Regions from separate parts of the Mus musculus genome. Here region 1 is linked to region 2. A link is a contact called in public Hi-C data. All regions are on one chromosome and are shown on one strand. The core of a region is the stretch at or near the end of the contact, and the rest is flanking DNA. Distances in the headings are between cores, read along the strand shown. Region 1 overlaps Hmcn2 (hemicentin 2). Region 2 holds the start of Hmcn2 (hemicentin 2).

The links. A called contact is a pair of places that touch in the nucleus more often than the background predicts.
Region 1: a contact with region 2 is called in a Hi-C map of muscle stem cells, with 1.8 times the contacts expected there. The contact joins the enhancer-like site here to the promoter of Hmcn2 in region 2. A contact is called at or near these places in 3 of 39 promoter capture datasets (embryonic stem cells, second pharyngeal arch cranial neural crest and trophoblast stem cells), 35 of 484 Hi-C or Micro-C datasets (the 3T3-L1 cell line, 8-cell embryo, the C2C12 cell line and 20 more), 5 of 115 datasets of contacts at active chromatin or transcription factors (double positive thymocytes, embryonic stem cells and fibro-adipogenic progenitors) and 1 of 9 other capture datasets (embryonic stem cells).

What each region holds. Positions count from the first base shown.
Region 1 is chr2:31,365,249-31,369,545 of GRCm38.p6, reverse strand. It overlaps Hmcn2 (hemicentin 2), which reads right to left. Exons shown (of 98, transcript NM_001370902.1): 20 at 483-595; 21 at 216-372. Among named protein-coding and RNA genes, the nearest start is that of Hmcn2, 53 kb to the right of the region's middle. Within about 2 kb of position 2,150, at least 6 of the 459 cell types and tissues checked have an H3K27ac peak or open chromatin away from gene starts, as enhancers often do. A contact at or near this core is called in muscle stem cells, where this site is marked.
Region 2 is chr2:31,312,527-31,316,820 of GRCm38.p6, reverse strand. Hmcn2 (hemicentin 2) reads right to left here and starts at 2,489. Exons shown (of 98, transcript NM_001370902.1): 1 at 2,145-2,489. The coding sequence starts at 2,406.

The DNA of each region.
Region 1 (4,297 bases), core at 901-3,400, 53 kb before region 2:
TAGAATATCAAAGAAACCAAGAGGCCGGAGAGTGAGAAGGGTGGGTGGGGGGCAGAGGAGGGTGAGGAGAGGGGCAGATGAGGGTGTTGCAAGGCTGGTGGATCCTGTGTCTGCTCAGGGCTTGGTACTGTGAGCCAGCTGGGCATAGAGGCTGAGTGAGCCCTTGTGGTCCCCCTCCCACTGATCCCTCTCCCCTCAGGACCTGTTACACTCACTATTAACAGACAGCCACATCTCCTGGCTGGAGAAGCCCACACTGTTGGTGGCTGTGCACACATAGGCACCTGCATCCTGCGGGGATGGCTGGACAATGACCAGGGTACCATTTCTGCTCACACTGTAGTGACCGCTGGTAGTCAAGGCGTTGGTTTCCTAGGACAGAGCCACAGTGACAACATCGGAGCTCACACTCTGTCTCAGGATGCACCAAGGTGACCTCTCTGGGTGCCCCCACCCCCCCAAAGGTTTCAGGTCCTGCCTACCTTGGTCCAGGTGATTTTAGGGGTGGGGACTCCTGAAGCTATGCAGGGGAGGGAGGCTGGCACTCCTTCGTTGGTGACGTGGTGGGTGGAAGTCGGATGGATTCTAGGTGGCACTTTTATAAATAGACCAATTTTTAACATTTTATAAACCAGTGTACCTAATGGCTAAGACCTAGAAGCAATCCAAATGCCCCCCCCAGCAATGACTGCACAAGTAAACGGGATGTGTGTCCATAATGAAATAGTACTCAGCCTTCAAAAGGAAGAAAACTGACTCTAACTCTGACATTCCAAAAAAAAAAAAAAAAAAAAGCCAAACCTAGACATTAAAACCATCAGTGGTTTCTGAGTATTAGGGGGTAAGGCTGCAGAGACAGAAGGTTTTTAAGACAGGGAAAACATCAAATAGAGACCACCACAGTGGCATCATGTTGTGACAGATATACATAAAGCCGTGGGCTTGGCTGGTGACGCCAGGCCTGGGCCAGCTGTGAGTACAGGCCACTCTGAGTGGTGATGGCAGTCTCTGATACTGAGGGAGGCTGAAGGTGAGGAAAGGAATCCATTGGATATCTTTGCCTATCTGCTTAAGTTTTTCAAGAAATCCATTAAATAAAAGCAAAAAAAATATAGTCTATCCAGGCTTTGTAGTATAGGTACCCTAGCAACCTTGGAGAGGCGGAGCCAAGAGGACACCAAGTTCCTGGCCTGCCTGGGCAATTTAGTGAGAATCTGTCTCAAAACGAAATTAAAAAATAAGGGGTGGGAGACGTAGCTTGGTGACAAAGTGCTTGTCTGACAGGCACATGGGCATGGGGTTCCACCTCCATCACTAGGAAAAAAGGAAGAGGGTGGAGAAGGAAGATGGGGAAGAAGAATAAAGAAAAGAAGAGGAGGGAACTGGGGAGATGTTCAGTCAATAAAGCGTTCTCCAGATAGGCTTGAGGAGCCGAGCTCAGTTCCCAGCACCCACATACAAGGTAGCTTCTGTGATGTGCATGGGCAGAGCTCTCTAGCCAGCCAGTGCCCCTTAACACATAAGGTGGAGAGAGACAGAGGAAGATGCTCAGCCTTCTAAGTGCACACACACTAGCAAGTGTCCATGCATAATGAAAGGAGAACGCTCTAAGCTGAGCATGCTGGTGCACACCACTAATTCCAGCACTCACTCAGGAAGCAGAAACACACAGATCTGTGTGAGTTCAAAGCCAGCCTGGTCTACAGAGAGTTACAGGCTAGCAAGGGTTACATAGTAAGACCCTGTCACAAAGAGAGAAGGGATGGGGGAGACAGAGACAGAGACAGAAAGAGACAGACAGAGAGACACAGAGACAGAGATAGAGACATAAAAAGACAGACAGATAGAGAGACAGGAAGACAGAAAGAGACAGAGGGACAGATACAGACAGACAGAATGTTTAGAAGGGGATAGTGTCTGGGGATGTGTTTTACACCATTGGATTCAACACTAAAAAACATTGGGAATGACCAACCTTTTGTTGGTCTGATATTGAAAAGAAATTCAACAGGAGAAGAAAATTGGCTCGGTATCTGTGGCCACATGGCTGGCGGTTATTGAATCCATCCCAGACACAAGCTGCCTGTGCTGAGAACAGCTGCGAGGTCTCTCTGCTCAGGACTTTGTGTAAACCACGTAATTGCTCAGTCCCTGGATTCCAGGATGTGCCAGAAAGCTAAACTGACTCTGATTCCCCACTCATGGCTTTGGGGACAGACTGATGAGAAACAGCAGAAAACAACGTTCACAGGACAGAGTGAACTTAGAAAACAGGTGCCAAAGGCATGCTGGGAACCCTCTGGATTGACGAAGTCGGAGGGAAGCCAGAAGCCAAGAGTCCTGGAGGTACAGGGAGTATGTCCAGGGAGCAAAATGTCTTCCTTGTGTTCCCAGTGGATGAGTGGCACGTGTGCAATGATCATGATGGAGCCAGGAGATCAGGCTAGACCACACCATTGTCACAGATTTGGCCTCTAGGCACCGTGTGTGTGTGTGTGTGTGTGTGTGTGTGTGTGTGTGTGTAAGAGAGAGAGAGAGAGAGAGAGGAGTCAGACAGACAGACAGACAGACAGACAGAGACAGATACACATGAAAGCTAGCTAAGGCCTGGCTCTGTTTGACATTCAGCAGGATTAGATCTGGACAATCTCTAATTGTCCAGGCAGGATGCTGCATCTTCCTGCCCAGCCACTGATGGATTCTCTCACTCCTACTCACCCTCCAGAGATTCACACAAGAATCACCATGAAAACAGAACACCCCCAGCAAATAGTAAATATACCTGGTTAAAGAAGAGGGTAGTTGCTTGGTGAGATGAAGACCCGATGCTCTGAGTAGGAGGACAGCTTGGTAAAATAAGCTTACAGCCCCCAAATGTGCCACTCCTGAGACTCAATCACAGAGGACATGGACGTAGTCCCCAGGTGTAGTGAGGACATGAGAGGGGTGGAGTAGACATCACAGTGCATCCCAATAGGGACCTGCAGCTTCTACGCCGATTCCTCTGAAGCCGTGAGTGACAGGGACACGGCCATGACATATTGTCACTGGAAGATGTGACAAGACAACAGCAGACATGACCACAGTTTATGTTTTGTTTCTGGTTTGTTTTTGTGGTTGTTTGTTTGTCTTTCTTTTCGGGACAAGGTTCCTCTGTATAGCCCTGGCTGTCCTAGAACTCACTCTGTAGATGAGGCTGGCCTCAGACTCACAGAAATCTACTTGCTTCTGCCTCCTGAGTGCTAGGATTAAATGTGTGTACTGCCGTAGCCTGGCTGTTTGTTTGTTTTTTGTTTTTAACACGGATTTGTGGGGCTGTGGAGATGGCTTGGTCATTCAAGTGCTTCCTGAGGTAGGATCTCAGCTCCCACATAAAAGCTGGGCACATCTATAATTCAGTGTGGGCAGAAGATGGTGGTGGTGGTGGGGGATGCTGGGGGAAAGGTAGAGCTCAGAGCTCACTGGCCAGTCTATGCAATCAGTTAGCTCAGGGATCAGTGAGAGGTTCTGTCTAGGCAATCAGTGAGCTCAGGGATCAGTGAGAGGTTCTGTCTAGGTAATCAGTGAGCTCAGGGATCAGTGAGAGGTTCTGTCTAGGCAACCAGTGAGCTCAGGGATCAGTGAGAGGTTCTGTCTAGGCAACCAGTGAGCTCAGGGATCAGTGAGAGGTTCTGTCTAGGCAATCAGTGAGCTCAGGGATCAGTGAGAGGTTCTGTCTAGGCAATCAGTGAGCTCAGGGATCAGTGAGAGGTTCTGTCTAGGCAATCAGTGAGCTCAGGGATCAGTGAGAGGTTCTGTCTCAGAAAACATTGATGGATGGGCTGGGAGATGCTCGGTGAGTAAAAGCTGCCTGCCGCCAAGCCTGATGGACAGCCTGAGTGCTATCCTGGGACCCACGTGGTAAGGAGAGAACCTATACCCTTGAGCTGTCTTCTGACCTCCATAGGCTGCAGGCACACACATGAATCAATACATATGATAGTAATCTGAAGAGGAAGAGAGTCATGGCAGACGACACCTGATACCTGATGTCAGCTCTGGCCCCCCCACACATGTGAGCACACAGGTACGTACACATGAGCACACACATGAGCACACAGGTGACACACATACACTATACACACAAAGATAAACAGATTTGTAGCGAAATGATAGCTAGGGAGACAGATATAAAGAGAATTTACACACAGCGCATATAAAGAACATATGAAGAGACAGGAGGGGTGGCGCACACCTTCAAGTCCTGCACTCAGGAGGCAGGGGCAGGGTCTTTGGATTTGAGGCCTGCTTGGTCTGC
Region 2 (4,294 bases), core at 1,240-3,739:
TCATTCTGATGAAAAGTTGGACTTGTATTTTACTACCAATTTTTAAAGAAGATGAGCATCATTTAAATTTTAACGGACTTAAAATAAAAAACACAGGTGTGGTGAGATGGCTCGGAGGGTGGAGTTGCTTGCTGACAAGCTAATTGACCTAAGCCCCAGCTCTGGAACCCACAGGGTGGAAGAAGAGAACCAACTCCTGCAAGTTGTCCTCTGACCTCCACAGACCTGCCGTGGCATGCATATGCGCACACCCACAAATAAATATTTAAAAGGGGGGATAAAAAGGAGCACCGAGAAAAACTTGAAAAGGAAGAAGTTAGAGAGATAAAGTAGAGGAAAGAGAGAATGGATTGAAGGCTGAAGGTTGGCATGAAGGGCTGAGCCACGCACCCATGCAGAGCCCAGAGGGCATCTGAAGTTAGTGGGCAGGAAGGGGCAGCAGATACTGCCATCAGGTGCCCATTTTGGGCTCAAGACACTATCAGTCTCAAAAGGCTGCTATCCCATTCTGTAATAGGAGCCAAGTGTTCTAGAGTCAAACAGTAACGGCATCACCTGGCAGGTGGCTTCAGGAAACCCTGTTGGTGCCCTGGGTCTCAGATAGTCCAATTAATGGGTGAACTCACCGTATCTAAGCTCCCACAATATGATAATACCTTTGCAACCCCAAGACCAAACCAAAACGTCGGGAGAGAGAGTTGGGGAGATAGAGGCTGACATACATCCCAGCAAAACCCCGCCTCCTCACACATCCAATCTGATTATCTTTTTGGGTCTCCCAGGAGTATTTTCCTAGAGGCCTGGTCCTGAGGAGCCCCGTAGAGGAGAGGAACAAAGCCTCAGGCAACATGGAGAGAAGATTGGAGGATGGGGAGTCAAGACCCTGGAAGATTCTGTGATTGACAAATGTGCACACCCCTGAGAGGCTTGACAGCCTACCATCGGCTCAGTGTGTCTCCTCAAACCGGCAGTGCTGTGTGGAATCTGCCTTTGCAGTGGGGGACTTTACAGCCAGCCTGGATAGACATGTGGGCAGATGGAAGCAAACAGCAAACTGTAGCTCTCAGGAGTAAGGCAGGCATAGAGAGGAGCTCAGATCCTTGCTTCTCTCCTACTTCAGTGTAATGCAGAAATGTTTTCATTTTTAAAAAAAGTTGAGAAAAGTAGTTAGGGTTGAGGCTGTGGGGGACATCTCTCCCCGGGGTGCAGGGGACTTTTGGTGGTGAGGCTTCGGGGAGCATATTCAACCCTGAGCTAACAGGGTGACTGCGGGGGGGGGGGGGGGAGCGGGGAATCAGCAGGTGTCAGGGAGCCATGCTTTGCTGGGAAATTTCACTCTGCTGAAGTAGGCAGGCAAAAGGGAACCGGCAACAGGCTGTTACTATCAGCCAGGGGTTCCACAAAGGGCTGCAGTTCCCCCTGAAAGCCATGTCCTGGCTTCTCACATGCAAGCTGGGAGAGGACTCTAAAACAAACAAACAAACAAACAAACAAACAAACAGCACCTAAAATCTTACAGGCAGTCGGCACAGAGCTTGCCTAGTGTGCATGGGCCCCAGGTTCAATCCCCAGCACCGGATAAAGGGGCTATGTTAGTGCAGGTCTGCGATCCCAGCGCTCTAGAAGCTGAGGCCGGAGGATCAGAAGTTCAGAGTCATTCTCCACTACACAGAACACTGGGAGACCAGCCTGAGCTACAGGAGATCTGCCTCACAAAGGGGAAGGAAAGGAGGAGAAAGGGGAGAGAGAGGGAAGGAGGAAGAAAGGGCAGGCAGGCAAAATAAAATCGAGAACCAAAAACCTCACAGGTTCCTGGCACCTACTGCCAACATCCCCACACATGTTCCCACTTCACAAATGGAGAGGGTGAGACTCAGAAGCTTTTGGTCGCCTGCTAGAAATTTGTAACCTCAGTGCCAACCTGGGGATGCAGGAGAGGGCGTGGCCAGGCAAGGGAAATGTGCCAGAAGATGCTAAGGTTCTGCTTATTGCTGTGCGCCAGGCAAGGCTGGACGAGCAGCAGGGGTGAGGGGTGGAGAGGACAGGACACCAAAGCATGACACCTCGAGGACTTGGGGGGAAGGAGGGAACCTCGAGAGCCGCGCGGTGGGGAGACCTTGAGAACGGCCGGCGAGGGGCTCTACCTGGGTCGTGGAAAGGCACCAGCGCATAGTTGGCGATGACCCGGCTGCGGCTGCTCAGGCTGCGCTCCAGAATGCGCGAGGCGCCGTCGATCACCTGCATCAGGTCATCCCACATGGAGCCGGTGACATCGAAGACGAAGGCTAGGGTGGCGTCTCCTGTGGCGGGGGACAGCGTCTTCGTGGGCGCGTCAGACGTGACCACCGCCGCCACTGCTGTAGAGATCGCCACGAGCAGCGGCAGGAGCTGCGCCCCAGGCGTCATGGTGAGCCGGAGGCTGCAGCCCTGATGGGACCCGCAGGTCGCAGTGAGAGATGGCAGTGCAGTCTCGCTCTAGCGGGTTCACCGGACAGGGGCGCGGCGGGGTTCCCCTGGTGGGAGCCCGAGGCGGTCCCTAATGCCCACCCCGCCTCTCGCACCCCTCCCCCGCGCCCCGCGGCGTGACTCAAACTTTCCCAGCCCCTCGGCTCTCTGGTCCAGCCCCGAGGTTAGAGGAGGACGCAAGGCAGAAGGCAGGAGGGAGGTGGGGCCACGGCCAAGGGCGAGGGATGAGGGTGCGGGAATCCGCGGACACCTGCAAGCCCTTCTGCGGGGGCGGAGAGGCCACAGGAGCAATCCAAGCCTGGCTCAGACAGGCTTTGCACTCACTGCTACCTCTATCAGTGGTTCTGAGCCTCCCCAATATTGTAATTATTCTTGTCAAAATCAACAAACCTAAGCCTGGCGTTCACTATGGCCTCGGCATCCCACAGATAAAGTCTGGAAACTTACGGTAATCCTTGGGGAAGATACTAAGACCAAACGTATTTGATGCAAGACTCGGCGATGAGCCCATTACTGAATGGTGTAGGCAGCATCTGAAGCCAAATATAGAAGGACCCCAAGTCCCTCAGGCTCTTCCGTCTCCCCTGAGTATTGTAAGACATCATTACAGGTCATATGGGGACTCCACAGGATTGGGCACACACTCCTCTGGTCACCTGTCCAAGCGGACTCATGGATTGCATATGAAGTGGCTGCGGCACCTGTTAGGGGCTGCCTGGGCTGGGTTCAACCATCCTTTGATGGTTCCTCTGCCAGCTGGGTGGGAGGTGCTGCCTCTGCCAGTGGGCCAAATGAGGATGTCCTCTGCACAATCAGGTTGGGGGTGCTCTCTCTCTGCCATTGGGCTGTTGGGGTACTCATCATTGGCTGGGCAGAATGCTCCATTCACCATTGGGCTGGCCAGAGGTGTTTCCCTCCATTCTGTTGCAGCCCTTCACTCTCCCAGGCGGTACACTCCCAGTGGTTTCTGTCCTTACAGACCAAGAGCCCCTTGGAGTGAAGAGTGTGCCTTAGCGTCCACCCCACCACAGGGTGGTGACTCATTAGATGTTGCTTGACTGGAGGGGGCAGCTTTGGCAAGCATGTTTGATTTCTTAGGGTCTTTTCTGTGTACAACACCCTGGGTGAAGTCAGAGAAACCCTGGACATAGCTGAGAGCTCTGGGCTATAGAGGCGACACTCTCTTGACCCTTCCTCTGTAAACACCTCAGCCAGGAGCAAAGCCACTCCACACTGTCTCTTCTCCTTTGGACCAGCCTCAGTTCCTCCATCTTTGAGGCTGCTGGGACCACTCTGTTCTGCATCCACAACCCTGTGTGTCCTCATCCTAGTTCTGACTAAACTGTATCACTGGGACTGTGCCTGGGTGTGTGACCTTCCACTGCAATTGAGCTCTGAGACAATGGAGACCCAGAGCCTGGAACACACGGGAGCCCAACAAAGACTCTGTTAACTGTAAGGGGAAGTGGGTACAGAGATGGGTTACTGAGTCCTGGCCATAGGCAGGGGCCAGGCTGGACATGTCCCAGAGACTCAAATCTACATGAGGCCAGAGACCAAGGGCAATATCTTCAAGAGCTGTCTGTCTCTTGGGATATGGCAGAAGCCATGACCCCAAGGCTTGAAAGTGGAATTTGCAGCCAAGTTCAATGGGAGGTTTAGTCTCCTACACTTGTAAAAACTCACTTTTTAAACCTCCCTGGGTGAAGGCTGTAATTGCCCGCAGAGCCTGGGCAGGGCTGGGCCAGCTGTTGGAGTGAGAAGAGAGGCCCAGCTGTAGAAAGACAGTAGCAATCAGCAGCAAAAATGGTGACATTGCGAACCCAGG